2 separate regions of the Sus scrofa genome follow, and region 1 is linked to region 2. Evidence: chromatin contacts called from public Hi-C data. All regions are on one chromosome and are shown on one strand. Each heading gives the region's core, a stretch centred on a gene start, on an enhancer-like site or on the middle of the called end of the contact. The rest is flanking DNA. Distances are from core to core; before and after follow the strand shown. Region 1 holds the start of TSPAN4 (tetraspanin-4). Region 2 holds the start of TMEM80 (transmembrane protein 80).

What was found. A called contact is a pair of places that touch in the nucleus more often than the background predicts.
Region 1: a Hi-C map of liver shows a contact between it and region 2, with 6 times the contacts expected there. The contact joins the promoter of TSPAN4 here to the promoter of TMEM80 in region 2. A contact is called at or near these places in 6 of 47 Hi-C or Micro-C datasets (alveolar macrophages, embryonic fibroblasts, heart right ventricle and 2 more) and 1 of 2 datasets of contacts at active chromatin or transcription factors (alveolar macrophages).

Annotation. Positions count from the first base shown.
Region 1 is chr2:529,170-535,889 of Sscrofa11.1, reverse strand. TSPAN4 (tetraspanin-4) reads right to left here and starts at 3,691. Exons shown (of 9, transcript XM_003122396.5): 1 at 3,602-3,691. It overlaps POLR2L (DNA-directed RNA polymerases I, II, and III subunit RPABC5), which reads left to right and starts at 1,334. Exons shown (of 2, transcript XM_003122384.5): 1 at 1,334-4,082; 2 at 5,029-5,276. The coding sequence starts at 3,988. The coding sequence ends at 5,137. It overlaps LOC102159969 (lysine-specific demethylase 6B-like), which reads left to right. Exons shown (of 2, transcript XM_013989732.2): 2 at 3,060-3,701. The coding sequence ends at 3,701. It overlaps CD151 (CD151 molecule (Raph blood group)), which reads right to left. Exons shown (of 9, transcript NM_001243865.1): 9 at 6,322-6,720.
Region 2 is chr2:424,640-431,761 of Sscrofa11.1, reverse strand. TMEM80 (transmembrane protein 80) reads right to left here and starts at 3,465. Exons shown (of 5, transcript NM_001244431.1): 1 at 3,420-3,465; 2 at 888-907; 3 at 71-164. The coding sequence starts at 3,438. DEAF1 (deformed epidermal autoregulatory factor 1 homolog) reads left to right here and starts at 4,178. Exons shown (of 12, transcript XM_021082564.1): 1 at 4,178-4,514; 2 at 6,577-6,674; 3 at 6,917-7,046. The coding sequence starts at 4,226.

The DNA.
Region 1 (6,720 bases), core at 2,442-4,941, 100 kb before region 2:
AGGGCTGAGCAGCACCCACCGTGGTGGGGAGAGGTGGCACCTGGGCCCAGGGCCCCTGGGACCCCAGCCCTCAGCGCCTGCCATGCTGGGGATGAAGCATCCTGAGGGGGGACCAAGGGCGGGGAGCGGGAGGGACACGGCTGCCCACGTTCTTTGATGAATCCCCAGGAGCTGAGGGGCCAGAGCCCCCGGCAGCCCGCAAAGGCGAAAACACACCCATCACAGCCCCACTCCCGTGTGGGCCTGGGGCTGTCTGTGTGCCCTGGGCGTCAGGCCGGCCTCTGGCTCAGGCCCTGGGGCAGCTCCACCACACCCCCCAGGGCTGCCAGCCCTCCTGGGCCCCCTCGTGTGAAGCAGACCCATGGCCAACACCGCCGGCTGTCCCCACTCCCAGCCCCCACCACCAAGGCAGCCCCCCACCCTCCCTGAGTGACCTCCCCACCTTTGGGCCCCCACCCCATCTTAGGCCACCCAGATATGAGCCTGCAGTCAGGGCATGGGTGCAGGCCCGGATGGCACCAGTTCTCTCACTCCCCCAGGCCCAGCCTCCTCCTCCAGGAAGCCTTCCTACCCCACTCCCTGCTCTGTGCTGCCTTTGAGGACAAGGTGTGTGCTCTGGAGGATGCCTGCGTCCCGGGGATGGCACGCACACAGGCCACGGGGACAGGGCTGAAAGAGCACCCTCCAGGGGCCGGGGTGGAGGCAGGTGGGGGCCCTGGGGTAGCGTGAGCACCCACCTGGCCAGACCAAGGTCCCACGCAAAGAGAGCTCCTCCGACGCCGGCACAGAGCTTGCCCACGTGGACCTGGGGGCCCGGGGCAGACGGCGGTTCCCAGTGGCACGGCCGCCCTGAGCCGCAGCGGCAGAGCGGCAACCCCAGCAGGGCAGCTCAGAGTGGAGAGCAGAGCAGGCCCGCCCACCCGGGGCCCCCGGCTCCAGGACGGCTTTGAGGAGCCAGGAGGCCCCGCCAACACAAACAGGCCTGTGGTGTCGGCCTTCCTGCTGCTGCTTCAGCCCCGCAGGCCCCAGGCCCACCCAGGCCCCCACCTGGGGGAGGGGCAGGCACTCGCCGGCTTGGCCTCCACACCCCGAGCCTGGGAGGAGCCACTGCCCGACACAACCCCAGGGGAGGGGTCCCCATGGAAGAGGCCCCCAAGGGGCCCCGAGTTTTTTCCTGGCCCACCGAGGCCAACCCCAGGCTCAGGGCCTCCCCCCAACCCTCCCCTCCTCCCACCCCCCACAGGCCCTAGGAGCATCCTTCTCAGATGCCCACCGCATATGCGCAACCCCCAGGCACTGACAGCCCACTGCACCCAGGGCCCTCATGGAGCCCCACGTGGGGCCAGGCGGCGAATCGAATTGCACCCCCAAAGACCAGGAGCTCAGGCTTGCCCACAGGGTCGGGAGGTTAGGCCAAGCCTCAGGCTCACCTGCAAACGCCACCACTCCAGACGCCCCAGCCCCTGTGGCAGAGAGGGCTGTTCTGGGCGCAGCAGGTGGGCGATCCCTCTGAGCCTGGGTCAGGGTCTGAGCACACTCGTGTGGCCCCCTGTGAGCACAAGTGTACCCAAAGCTTTGGGGACTCGGCGCTGAGCCCAGGACCCCAGGCCTACACAGCCAGGATCGGGGCCCTCCAGCCGGGCAGCTTCTGCTCCACCCACACTGCACAGACGGGGGAAGCAGAGGCTGCGAAGCAGGACCAGGGGGCCCGTCAGCTGACTCCTGGGGACAGCGCTGTCCCCGAGGCCAGCCTGTTTCCAGGACAACACTCGGGGCCAAGGGTCTCAGCATAAACCTCAGTGCCCAATTCCCCTGTGCCCCGCCTGCCCCGAAGTGACCCTTCTCCAGCAGGAAACAGGCTCACGGGTTCCAAACCGCATGTGAGCGCAGCTCTCCCTCCCTACCCCTCCTGTTCCTGCCCACTCCGGCCTGCTCCCCGCGGCACACACAGAAGGACAGAGCCACCCAGGGCCGCTGAGCAGGGGGCAGGGCTGACCTCGGAGGCGCGCGGGGCCTCTGGTATAGTGTGGCCAGGCCTGGGCCAGGGGAGTGGAGCCGGAGGGGCAAGTGCCCCAGGGCGCCTCTGCACGTGAGTGTGGGGCCCGCACGCAGCCAGGCCGCCCCCACGGCCTCTCCTGGGAAATCGGGACGCTGGAGAGAGGCTGCCACCGCCCCCCCAGTCCACACGCAGCTCTCAGAATTCCAGGAATGTCCACTTGGCTCCCTGTCCTCCCTCCCTGGGAGTAAACAACCGCTGGGCGAGAGGCGGCCCCTCCTCCAGGAAGCCTTCTGCCCACACCCGCTCCCACTCCCAGCTCTCGCCAGCTGGCATCCCAGGTCCCCCGTCTCCCTCACCTCCGCAGACGCGGCCGCCTCTGCAGCTGAGCCTGGGTCTGACCCCAGGCCCCTGTGACTCAAGGCAGGATGTGCGTCCAGCCCGCCTGGGAAGGGGTGGGCAGGGAAGTGGCCTCTGCACGTGGCTCTGCACGTGGCAGGGTGGGCGAAGGTGGGGACACAAAGTCCAGGCGGGCAGCAGCTCTGGCCAGCCTCTCCAGCACCCTGGGGACCTCAGTGAAAGCCGGACCGTTAGCTGATGCCTGGGGCCAGCTTGGCCCCACCCACCCCAACAAGCGCTGGTGCTGAGAGCCCGCAGGGCTCCCTAAGTCACAAGCGCCACTGTGCACACATCCGCCCTCCTCCTTGGCCCAAAGCTCACCTCCTCCAGGGAGGCTTCCCTACTTCTCACTGTACACGGCCCTTCCCCCCAGGCCCCAGCCTCAGAATTATGAGACTAACCCCACCTCATTCCCAGAGATACAGCCTCCCTCCCTTTCAGTCTGTCGGGGCTCCTGAGCCGTCACTTCCAGCTCCCACATGGCATCTACTCTGGCCCAAGAGCAAAAGCGTTCCCATGGGTTCCGCCTCCAGACCTCTGCCTAAGGATTCCCAGTGCTGGACGGTCCTGCTCCCTCACACACACTCGGGATGGCTCTTCAAGGTTCAGCTCAAAAGACACTGCACCCACGACGACCCCCTGACCACCCTCCCCGCCCGCACAGGTCCGACGTTCCCAGATCACAGGCAACCGACCCAACACAGCCTGGCCTGCGACGCGTGCAGCTAGCCCCTTCCCGCACCCTCTCTCAGCCCTTTGCCCAGGAAGAAGGGAGGAGGGACAGGGGCGAGACGGATCGAAGCAGCGCCAGGGGTTGGAGCCGCCAGTCTGGTCGCTTCCACCGCACCCTCCCGCCGTCAAGGATACGGGCAACTACCGGGCCGGGATCATTAGTGGGCGATCGGGCCGGGCGGCGACCCCGGGGGGCCCACAGACTCAGCGCAGAGACCCCTGGGGGTCCGCGGGCAGGGGCGACTTCCTTTCCTGTCGCCCAGCACGCACTGGCCGCAGGTCAGCCGCTCTCCGCGCCTGCGGGGGTCGCCGCGCCCCCCCGCCCGAAGCGCAACTTGTTGCTGCGAATCCGCTCGGGCTCCACACTCGGGGCCCGAAACTCGCGCCAGCTCGTGGGCCCGGGTTCGGAGCTGGTCCCGGCTCTGACGCGCGGGCAGCGGGACCCCAGCTGCGTCCCCGCCGAGGGCGCTGTACCTGTGCGCGCCTTCAGCCCGCCGCGCAGCTGTCAGTCATCCGCACACGAGAAAAGCGAACGCCGCCGCCGGGCCCTTCCGGCCCTGCCCGGGCGCCGTAGATCGGGACGTACCAAAGCGGCAGACGGGGGTCTCCATCTGCTACTGCCGCGGCAGTGTGGACCCCGGGAACCCCGATCCGCGCGGAGGAAACTCGCCGCCGCGGGTAGCGGATACTGACGGCACCGGGACGGGCAAGGCCGGTCGGCGAAGGGCGAGCCGGGCGGGGGAGTTTGGGAGGGGACGGTCACCCCCCCATGCTATGGGCGCGCCCGGGGCGGGGCCAGCGCCGCAGGCGGAAGCGCCGTGGGATTTAGGCGCTTGGCCGCTGGCTGCCTCGCTGCCGCCATGATCATCCCTGTTCGCTGTTTCACGTGCGGCAAGATCGTCGGCAACAAGTGGGAGGCCTACCTGGGGCTGCTGCAGGCCGAGTACACCGAGGGGTAAGGCGCCGGGCCGGCGAGGGGGTCTTCCGGCGCGGTCGGGAAGCGCTTCCCGGGCCGCCAGCCCGCGGGGGGGTTGGGGTCGGCGGGTCCCGGCCTGCGGAGCGGGGGCCAGCAGTACTCCCGTCAGAGTCCAGGTGACCCTGGAGGCGTTCAGTACGCGAGTCTCTTCCGGCGCTGTTCTCCGGGTGTGTGCTCAGAAAAGCAGTCCCCGCCACCCCGCAGACCGGGGAGAGGAGGGGAGGGGGGCTGGGCACGAAGCCGCTCGTGTCGGGGGCTTCTAGGCATCCTCGCGAGTCTCGGCGCCTACTCCGCAAATAAGGCCTCGGCCTCCTCTCTCCACTTGCTGTCCGTTGTTAGGCCCACCCCACGTTCTGTAGACTCGTTTGGTTTTTACCAATTACACGGGGCAAGTTTACTAACCGCGTAGCCCTCATCCGCGGGCGGTCGTTGGGGAGTGGGGGTCCTTTTCCTGTGCTGGCCCCTTGGCACTGCAGTTAGCACCATGTCTGAATTTCTGCCCTGACTAGAGTCTGACGTTTGGCTCCTGTGGGGCCGGCGCCGTGCCCTGATCATATTTGAACCTCTGGGCCCTGGGGTGTGCCCGCAAGCGAGCCGTAGGCTCTCGGTGCTGGCATGTCGGGAAACAGGGAAGCAATGGATGGGCTGGGTGTTGGCGCCCGGCTCTGAGGAGGCTGCTAGAGCGAGCAGAGTGTGAGTTACCGCCGGCACCTGCACAGGACCCATCCCTGGGAGGTCACGGGCAGGGGCCGCCCAGCCTCGCCTCCCCTTTGCCAAGCTGCCACCTGTGCACACCAGAGGCCTTGAGAGTGATGGGCCGTGTCTCCTCGACTCTGGGAGCAGGGCCGAGGAACGACCCTGCAGCCGCTGAGCTGCGTCTGCTCCAGCCCGGGCCAGGCCCTATCAGCTTTCTCCTGGCCTGCAGGGATGCCCTGGACGCGCTGGGCCTGAAGCGCTACTGCTGCCGCCGCATGCTGCTGGCCCACGTGGACCTGATCGAGAAGCTGCTCAACTACGCGCCCCTGGAGAAGTGACATGCAGCCGACACGCAGCGGTTGGCCCAGAGACCCTCCGGAGGTGTGGGGAGCTGGAGGCCTGCCTGCCCACAGCCCTGTGCACACGTCTCCCTCTCTGGACAGAACCATCCAATAAAAGCTTTTGAAGACCCAAGGAGGTCTTAAGAGTCGGCCTGGCTCTGTGGGACGCCCTGCCCCTCCCATCCCCCCCGTCCCGGTGTCCTGCCTGGCGGGCGAGGCCACTTTGGGGTGAACTCGGCCCTCGCTGCTCCGGAGGAGGCAGAGCCGGCCACATGGTAGTGCTCCGCCAGGGGCTCACTCCTGCCCCCAGAAGGCACAGAGGTGCCAGTGCTCCCCCCCCCCCCCCCCCCGTGGCAGTCCTCACGTCCACTCCCCCAGGACCTGAAGAGCCAGACTTTCTGATCCTGAACAGAGCCCCTAGGGTTACAGCTGCCACCCTGAGAGCACTGCTTCCAGGCACCACCCAAGCCCAGCGGCCCCTCCTCTTCACAGCTACCCTGGGACACCCCCAGAGGGTCGGAGGGGGCCCTGCGGAGGTGTCAGGGCTGGATAGGCACCCAGCGCCCCAGGTATTAACACACAGTCCCCTGAGTGCCTCCGTCCCATCCCGGCTCGGGCTGAGCCTTAGAGCTGGAAGCCTTGGCCTGGGGTCGGGGAAGCCCCAGTGGCCTCCAGAGCGAAGGCAGGAGAGTACAGCTGGGGAGGAAGGCAGCCTTCTCGGGGCCGGCATGTGTCTGAGGTCGGGTCCTCTGCCTGCAGGTGAGGAGACCCGTTGGGGGAAAGATGAGGTCTGCCCCAGCGGTGGAGAGGAGCTGGGCAAACCCTAGGGTGAAGGGGCGCGGTGGCCACATCCTGGCTGCCCCTGCAGGCCTAGCGCCCTTTTCTGGCCCTGGCTCCCACTGCCAGCACCTTCCCCTCCCCCTGTACCTGGTCCCTGCCCAGTGGCCCCAAGGCCACACACACCCAGAGTGTGTCCCCACTCCCTCTTTGGGGCTCTGGCCACACCACCGACTTCCTGTCTGAGAATGGCTGGGGCTTTGCACCAAGGCCTGTGCTCAGCTGTCCCTGCCACTGGCCGCCTCTCCCTTGAGTCCTAGGCTCACACTTGGCCCCGTCCCTTGTGGCGCTGGGTGAGTGGACGGGAAGGCCCTGAGGGCCGTGTCTGTCACTCAGTTCAGCCATCTGGTCCACAGGCGTTTATTGAGCACCTATCACAAAGCAGGAGCAGTCCTAGGCATGGGGATACAGCAGTGAAGGAGGCCCAGAGGGCTGCCCTGCCCCGGAGGGGGCGTCAGCATGTGGCCGTCCATCTGGGCCTTTAGATGGTGGTGGGAGCAGCAGGTAAGTGGGCGCAGAGGCCAGGCCGGGAGGGCTCTTGCTCTTCCTGGAGCAGGCAGGCACCCGGCTTCCTCACCTGCTGCCTGCCGCCTGGCACTGGCCCCGGGCTGGCCAGCTTCCGCCTAACTTGGCACAGACCAGCCCCGCGACGGAGCCAGGTTATCAGGGAACAATACCCCAAAGGAGAGGGCAGCGGGCATGGGGCCTTTACGGTTTGAGCTCAAGCCCCAGCCACCCCAGAG
Region 2 (7,122 bases), core at 2,216-4,715:
GGGAGACCGAGCTCCCGTCACGGGAGGCAGGGCACCCGCACCCCGAGCTGGCTTTTCGAGCGTGACTTACTTTTATACGCGATCAGCAGGAGCGTGGCCAGGAAGTAAAGAGAGTAACACGCCCCACTCAGATGGAGCAGCGCCTGCAGAGGGAGCGACGAGAGCTGGCCGGCAGTTAAGGACTCTAGCCCAGCTGACAACCCTGCCCAGGGGCCCACCTTGGGGCCGGACAACAGGCCATGCGGACACACAGGTCAGGCTCCGGGGCTGGCTCCCCCCAGGGGGTGTCCTGGCTTCGAGCACAGCCCCAGCTCGCTGGCTTCCACAGGGGCACGCCTCAACCGGTCCCAGTTATGACCATGGAGAGAAAAAAGCGGCTTTTTGGAGTTCCCAAGGGGTGCACTGGGCTAAGGACCTGGTGGTGTTGCTGCTGAGGCTTGGGTTCCATCCCTGGGCCTGGAACTTGTGGAAGCCACAGGCATGGCCAAAAGGAAAAAAAAAAAGAAAAGCCGCTTTTTTCATTTTCTTTAAAGAAAATACCATTCTCTCTTTGGGGGGAGGGGCGGCAGTTACACATCCACCAGCAGCCTTCCTGAGCTACAAGGGGTCTCTAGATCCTCCCGTGAGGGGTTTGCATCCTCCACCCCCCACCCCGTGGCGGGACCGTGCAGGAGGGCGAGGGAGCCAAGGCGCCACTGGGGGAGCCACAGTGACTCTGGAACGGTGGGGCAGGGAGCAGCCCTCCCTCCCACTTAGAAGTGGGGTTCCTACTTCAACTCCAAAGGCAGGGCTGGGGGCAGGGGATCAAAGGAGCAAAAAGCGGGAGCTGAGGGCCGACGTCGCCTGGCCTGGTCTTTGGCTGAACGAGGGCGGCAGCAGCAGGATACCACCGTGGCAGAAGTTCTCCCTGGAAGAGAAGGGGTCCGTCCGTGAGGCCCACGTCCTAGCAGGATGCGAGGCGGGCCTGCCCTCCGCTCACTGTGACTGGGTTTTCTCGTTTGTAGCTGCACCTGCAGCACAACGACATGCCAGGGCCAGAGACTGAACCTGTGCAACCTCAGAGACAAGGCCGGGTCCTTAACCTGCTGTGGCACAGCGGGAACTCCTTCACTGGGTGTTTAGGGCCTGCAGCTTCGTTCCTTTCCAGCACTTCTGCACCGGTCCCTCCAAGGAGAGGCTGGCCACCTGCCTCTCTGAACCTGAGGCCTGGAGGCAGGGTGTACCCACGAGGCAAAGCTTAGATCCACTCCACTGTCAGGGAAGGAGATGCAGCTCATCTCCTGTGGCTTCTGCGTATTTGCCACATGTGCAGATGAAAAGAAGTCTTTGTCACTGATAACAGACACTTGGTTTCTTCTGAGATTTTATGCATGTCCCCAAGTATGTCTCCCAAGTGAGAACTTCCGAGCCAGCAATCCAGTCTCTTTTCCTCGTGCGCCTCTTGGAGCCTCTCCTACCCACAACAGGTACCCACTCTCCCGTCATCTTGAGATGAGGGTGCCCCAGAGGCAGCGGGGTCCCTCCTCCCGCGACAGCGTCTTCTGAGCTGGAGGCCTGCTTGGAAGACAGTCCAGTCACCCTTGGCCCCGGCGTGCCCTGGCTCGGAGTTCCACGGGTGTTTTCCTCTGCTCACACATCTGCGACCTGCAGGTGCATCAGGAACGACTCAGAACCCGCCCGGCAGCAGACAGGACAGAGACGTGAGGCAGCCTGCGGATCGCTGCTATTCCATCTGCTCGTTTGCCCCGGGAGAGAAGCTCGAAGCTCTGCTCTGGGGGGGACGTCAAGGGGTGAGCCCGCATCTCCCTGGGTGGATCTGGGGGCCGTGCAGGCCCCGGGAGGCAAGGAGGGCTGCCGAGCATGGATCATTAATGGACCTGCATCGCGCTACGGGAGAGGTGCTCTCTAAGCCCGACCCTCCTCTCCCAGGCCTGGGCTGAGCCAGCTGCCCAGACGCGTCATCACTCCGGTGCACTTCATGTTAGCTGGGATTTTCCTCCCTCTGAGTCTTCTCCTGAAGGTTTGCTTCAGAACTCAAATGTATTTGCCAGCTGCCCACTGTTATAGACTGAGATGAGGGGGCGACTTAGGAAAAATGCTGCACAGAAACCTTAAGTGATACAGGATTTAAACACTTAGCATGAAGGGTGGTTGGGAGCAGAGATGCCATCCTAACCATTCCAGACCCACGGAGCGGAGCTCGTTCTGACAAAATACAGCTGTGGCTTTTAGGACTTAGCTTTTCGTGTGTGTATTTTTTTGGCTTTGTTTTAGAGCTGCACCTGCGGCATGTAGAAATTCTCAGGCGAGAGGTAAAGTCGGAGCTGCAGCTGTAGGCCTACACCACAGCCACAGCCCCGCCAAGCCGCGTCTGCGACCTACACCGCAGCTCACGGCCACGCAGGATCCTTAACCCACTGAGTGAGACCAGGGACTGAACCTGCACCCTCATGGATACTAGTTGGGTTCTTAACCTGCTGAACCACAACGGGAACTCCAGATTTAGCATTTCTGTCAATGATTTACTGTAATAACAACGTGGCTGTGAACAGCTGTGTCAGAAAAGAAGTGAAACGTGGAAGCAAAGAGAACAAATGTTTTCCCTGAGGTGCCAGAGCAGGGGTGCCAGGTGGTCCTGCTGCTGTGCAAACTTAATTCTCCACCAAAGGAAATCGCGCAAAAAGAACCGCGGGCTTCTGCCGACAAAGGTCTGGCGCTTTGGAACCCCCCTGCCAAGAAAGCTCTAAACTCAGACCCGGACAGTACTTCTTTGTAAGACGCCAGCCTCCCTCCCAGCTCCTCTTCGCGCAGGGCGGCCCAGATATGGAAACGGGGGCCCCCTTCAGGCGGAGGCTCCCGGGCCAGGGATCGAACCGGCGCCACGGCAGTGACAACGCAGGTGCTTAGCCCGCCGGCCACCAGGGAACTCCTGGCAATCGGCCTTTTTTTATTGGACTGAGTGTACACCGCGTGCCACCCACTCGTCTCCTTCTTGTCACACAGACTGAAAGAGGCGCGGGCGCTGCGGAGACCGGGCGAGTCCCGGCGAGACCCCGCGCAACCCAAGGCCGCCGGCGGGCCCACGTGCCTGCCCGGGGTGCCCGCCGCTCTCGCTCGCTGCTGGCCCACTGGCCCCCGCAGGGTGCTCGGTCAGCGCGTCCGCGGCGCCCGGGGCCGCACTGGCCACAGCGGGCGGGGGAGGGCGGCCGCACCGAGGCGGCTCTGCATCCCGGTGCGCCCGGGACTGGCTCTCGGGGCCGGGCTCCCACCCCACGGCCACACCAAGTCCAGCCGCTAATGACCCCCGCGAGCCGCGCCAGCCGCTCGGCCTTTCCCACACCGGGAGGAACCGCGCCAACCGAATCCCCGCTCCGGAACGACCTCCACCCGGCCCCGCGCGGCACCGCCCGGGCCCTCACCTCGCCGCGAGGCCGCCATCTTGCCCCCGGGCCCCGCCCCGCTCGCCCGCTCGCCCCGCCCCGCTCGCCCCGCCCGCCGAATCCGCCGCGATCCCGGCAGCCTCTTGGCTCCGGACGCGAACGGGGTCCCTTCGGCCATTTTCGATTCTGCTCCCGAAGGGGTTCGACGGCGCCGCGCTTCGGGAGTTGATTCCGAACCGGGGCCGAGGCCCGATTAGCGCGTCCGACAGCGCTCGGGCACTTTCGGACAGGAGGAGGCGGAGAGCCGAGGCTCGTGAGGATCCCGGCTCGGGAGAGTTCGGCTTCGCTCGGCTCCTCCTCGGGCGCGCTCGGCTCCAGCGGGAGGTGGGGGCGGGCGGAGCCTGCGGCGCGAGGTTCTCTTGCCCGGGTCGCGCTGCGTCGGAGGCCGGCGAGAGTCGGCTTCTCCGTCCGTGACCCCCCTTGGTTGGGGACCGCGGCCGTCGCGGCCTCCTGGGCCCTGAGGAGGGCCAGCGCCGGCCGCTCGGAAACCCTCGTGCGGCCTCGGACCAATTCGGACCGACTCGGCCCCGCACTTCGGGTCACCTCGGCCCCCCTCGGTTCCAGACCCTTGGTCTCGGCTCGGCTCGACTGGGCAGCTTCGTGCCGGATCGGCTCCTATTCGGGCAGCCCCGGCTTGGCTCGGCGGTCGGCTTCGGGCGGCCTCGGCGCGGCTCGGCTCGGCTCGGCCCGGCTCGGACGGCGTCCTCGGCAGGAGCGCTTCGGGCCCCGTCCCGGCCTTCGGGCGGCCCCGGCCGGCGCCTTCGGGCGGGCTCGGCGGAGTCCGGATGGAGGACTCGGACTCGGCCGCCAAGCAGCTGGGCCTGGCCGAGGCGGCGGCGGTGGCGGCCGCGGCCGCTGTGGCGGCGGCGGCCGCGGCCGCGGCGGGAGGCGAGGCGGAGGAGCCGGTGCTCAGCAGAGACGAGGACTCCGAGGAGGACGGGGACTCGGAGGCGGAGCGCGAGACGCGGCGGGTGACGGCCGTGGCGGTGATGGCCGCCGAACCCGGGCACATGGACATGGGCGCCGAGGCCCTGCCCGGCCCGGACGAGGCCGCCGCGGCCGCCGCGTTCGCAGGCAAGTGCCGCCGGCCCGCGGTTCCCTCGCACCTGTCTGCACCTGCCTCGCACCTGCCTCGCGCACCTGCCCCCCACACACCTGCACGACCGACGCGCGCCTGCCCTGCAAACTACTCCCCAACGCATACCTGCCCTGCACACGGCTGGCTGACCAGCCCACCCATCCTTCCCCAGCATTTACCCCGTGCCCTGTCGTCCCTGTGCCTACACAACCGCCTGTAAGCAGCCTGGCCCTCCTCTGCAGCATACCTGCTCCCTGAACTCCTTTCCCTCCTTTCAGCACTCTAGGCTCCTTCCAGAACCTTCTCAGCACCTGCCTCTCGCCATCCTTGTTCTCTTCTCTGTCCTTGGGGCTGTGACATGGGGGTCAGACATAGGCCTTGTCCTGGAGCAGCCTGAGGGTGGGCACAGCTAGTCACCCAGAATCCTAGGGAGCAAGACAGTGGTCACTCAGCTGGAAGGGCCAGCAGCCTTTGGGGGCAGTGACCCTGAAGGTCAGCCCGGAGCTCCTCGGACTGCCCTCCTGTCGGCCCCTGTCTGCCCCCCATTTCCTTGAGGGAACTCCCTCCCCTGGGGACCACGGAGGCTGCCAGCCCTCATTTTTGTTCTTGCCACACACAACGTCCTCATTCTCGAGGTTCATGGGCCACGCCCCAGAGCTCCCTTCAGAGGTTGTGCCTCCCTGAGCCAGCATGGGAAGAAGGTGTTCCCCGCCCACGCGGAGGCTCCTGAGGAGCCTCACAGCGGGATGCCGAGACCCTGGGAGCTCCTATAAGGCGCTTTGTCCCTAAGGAGGCTCGGGTTTCAGAACTGGACAGCGACCTCCCCACCTGGTTGCCCCGCTCTTGCTGTGGCCCTGGAGGTGCCTGGTGTGGGCCAATGGCCTGGGCCTGTGTCCCAGTCCCTCACCCCAGGGCCTCTGGTCTGCATGTGGACCCTCCAAGAGACGGAGGGGCGGGGGGGGGGCTTTGCAGCTCTTTAGAGACTGGGATTTAATAAGTTGAGATTTTTGGACTGAGAGGGTTTTCCTCAGGTTTCTCCTCTTTGCACCTATTCTTCTGAATGCAGAAAGAAAGTGATGCTGTTCAACCCAACGTCAGAGAAACGTATTGACATTTTGTGATTTTTTTCTGCAAAGTATCACAGTTGTGTTTTTCACGTGTTAAAGCCTTAAATCTTGTTTGTCACGAGTGACCGAGGTCCAGCAGTTTCCAGGTTTTTAGTAACATGTTGCTGGGCCGAGGCCGCCTCCTCTGGGCTGCTTGCGAGGCCTTTAGACGTGAGCGTGTGTTCAGACAGACCCTCAGCACTGGCTCTCTGGGACACGGAGGAGCGGACAAGGGCGGGGAGCAGGTGTTTTCTGTGCAGTTCAGGAGCCCCGGCCGATGGAATGTGCGGGACTGTCCGTCAATTTGAGCACCTTCCCTGTGCCAGACATTTGGGACCGTCCTGCCAGCCTAGGGGACGGAGGAGCATTGAGGAGGGGCTCTTAGGGCCCAGCGCTGGGCTTGGCAGGCGTGGGCAGCGTGCATGAGGGAGGGTGCTGCTCCCAGGAACAGGGAGGCCTGGGTGGTGGGGACGGGAGGCAGGTGCAGCACACCTGTGTGCAGACGCACCTGTGTGCACTTGCAGTTGGGAGGGGGCTGGGGAGGGCGGGACAGGCAGGTCTGACGTGCTTTTCAGGAGGAAGAGGTCGGCGGCGGGGGGTGGCCCCTGGCCCCTGGCCTGTCCCATGGGGACCTGAGGGAGTTGGCCTGGGAGGGTCCCCAGTGGAGGGAGGAGACACTGTAGGGTATGAGGGGCCTTTGCGGGGTACGTCTTTTCCCAGAAGGGACTGAGGCCAGGGGCCGCGTGGCAGAGCCCGTGGCTGGCTGGGCAGGGGTGCCGTGTGGGTCTTCCTGCAGAAAAGCCTCCGCTGGGGGCGAGGTGGCCTCTCTTTGCCCCGGAAAACCCAGGTCGTTTAGACCGTGGTCTGAAAACCTTGGCTGAGCATTTCGTGTACAGTGGGAGGCCAACTGCCGGGACCGCCGTGGGCGCTGAGTCAGGCTCCTGTGTTGCAGAGGTGACCACTGTGACAGTGGCCAACGTGGGTGCGTCCGCAGACAACGTCTTCACCACGTCGGTGGCGAATGCTGCCTCACTCTCGGGACACGTGCTGGTGAGCGCCCCTCGGGGCCCGAGCCTGCCGGTGCTGGCCTCCCGGGGAGGGAGGGGCAGACGCTCCTCTTCAGCCCCTGTCGCTCGCCTGCTCGCCTGGGCCTCGTCCGCCTGCGAGCAGAGCGCAGTCCTCCCCAGGGCGGGGGGGGGGGCGGGGTGGCCGGGACACACATGCTCTTAAGGGTCGCAGCGGGCGTGTGCCTGCGGCTGGCGCGAGAGGCTTCCACCGTGTCCCTCCTCCAGTCTGGTAGGACAGCCCTTCAGATCGGGGACAGCCTGAACACCGAGAAGGCCACGCTGATCGTCGTGCACACGGACGGCAGCATCGTGGAGACGGCAGGGCTGAAGGCGCCCTCTGCCCCTCTCACCCCAGGTACCGCCCCCCTGCCCCCGGCGTCTGGGGCAGAACAGCCCACAGTTGGTGGGGTGTGTTCTGGGATGGTCTTTCT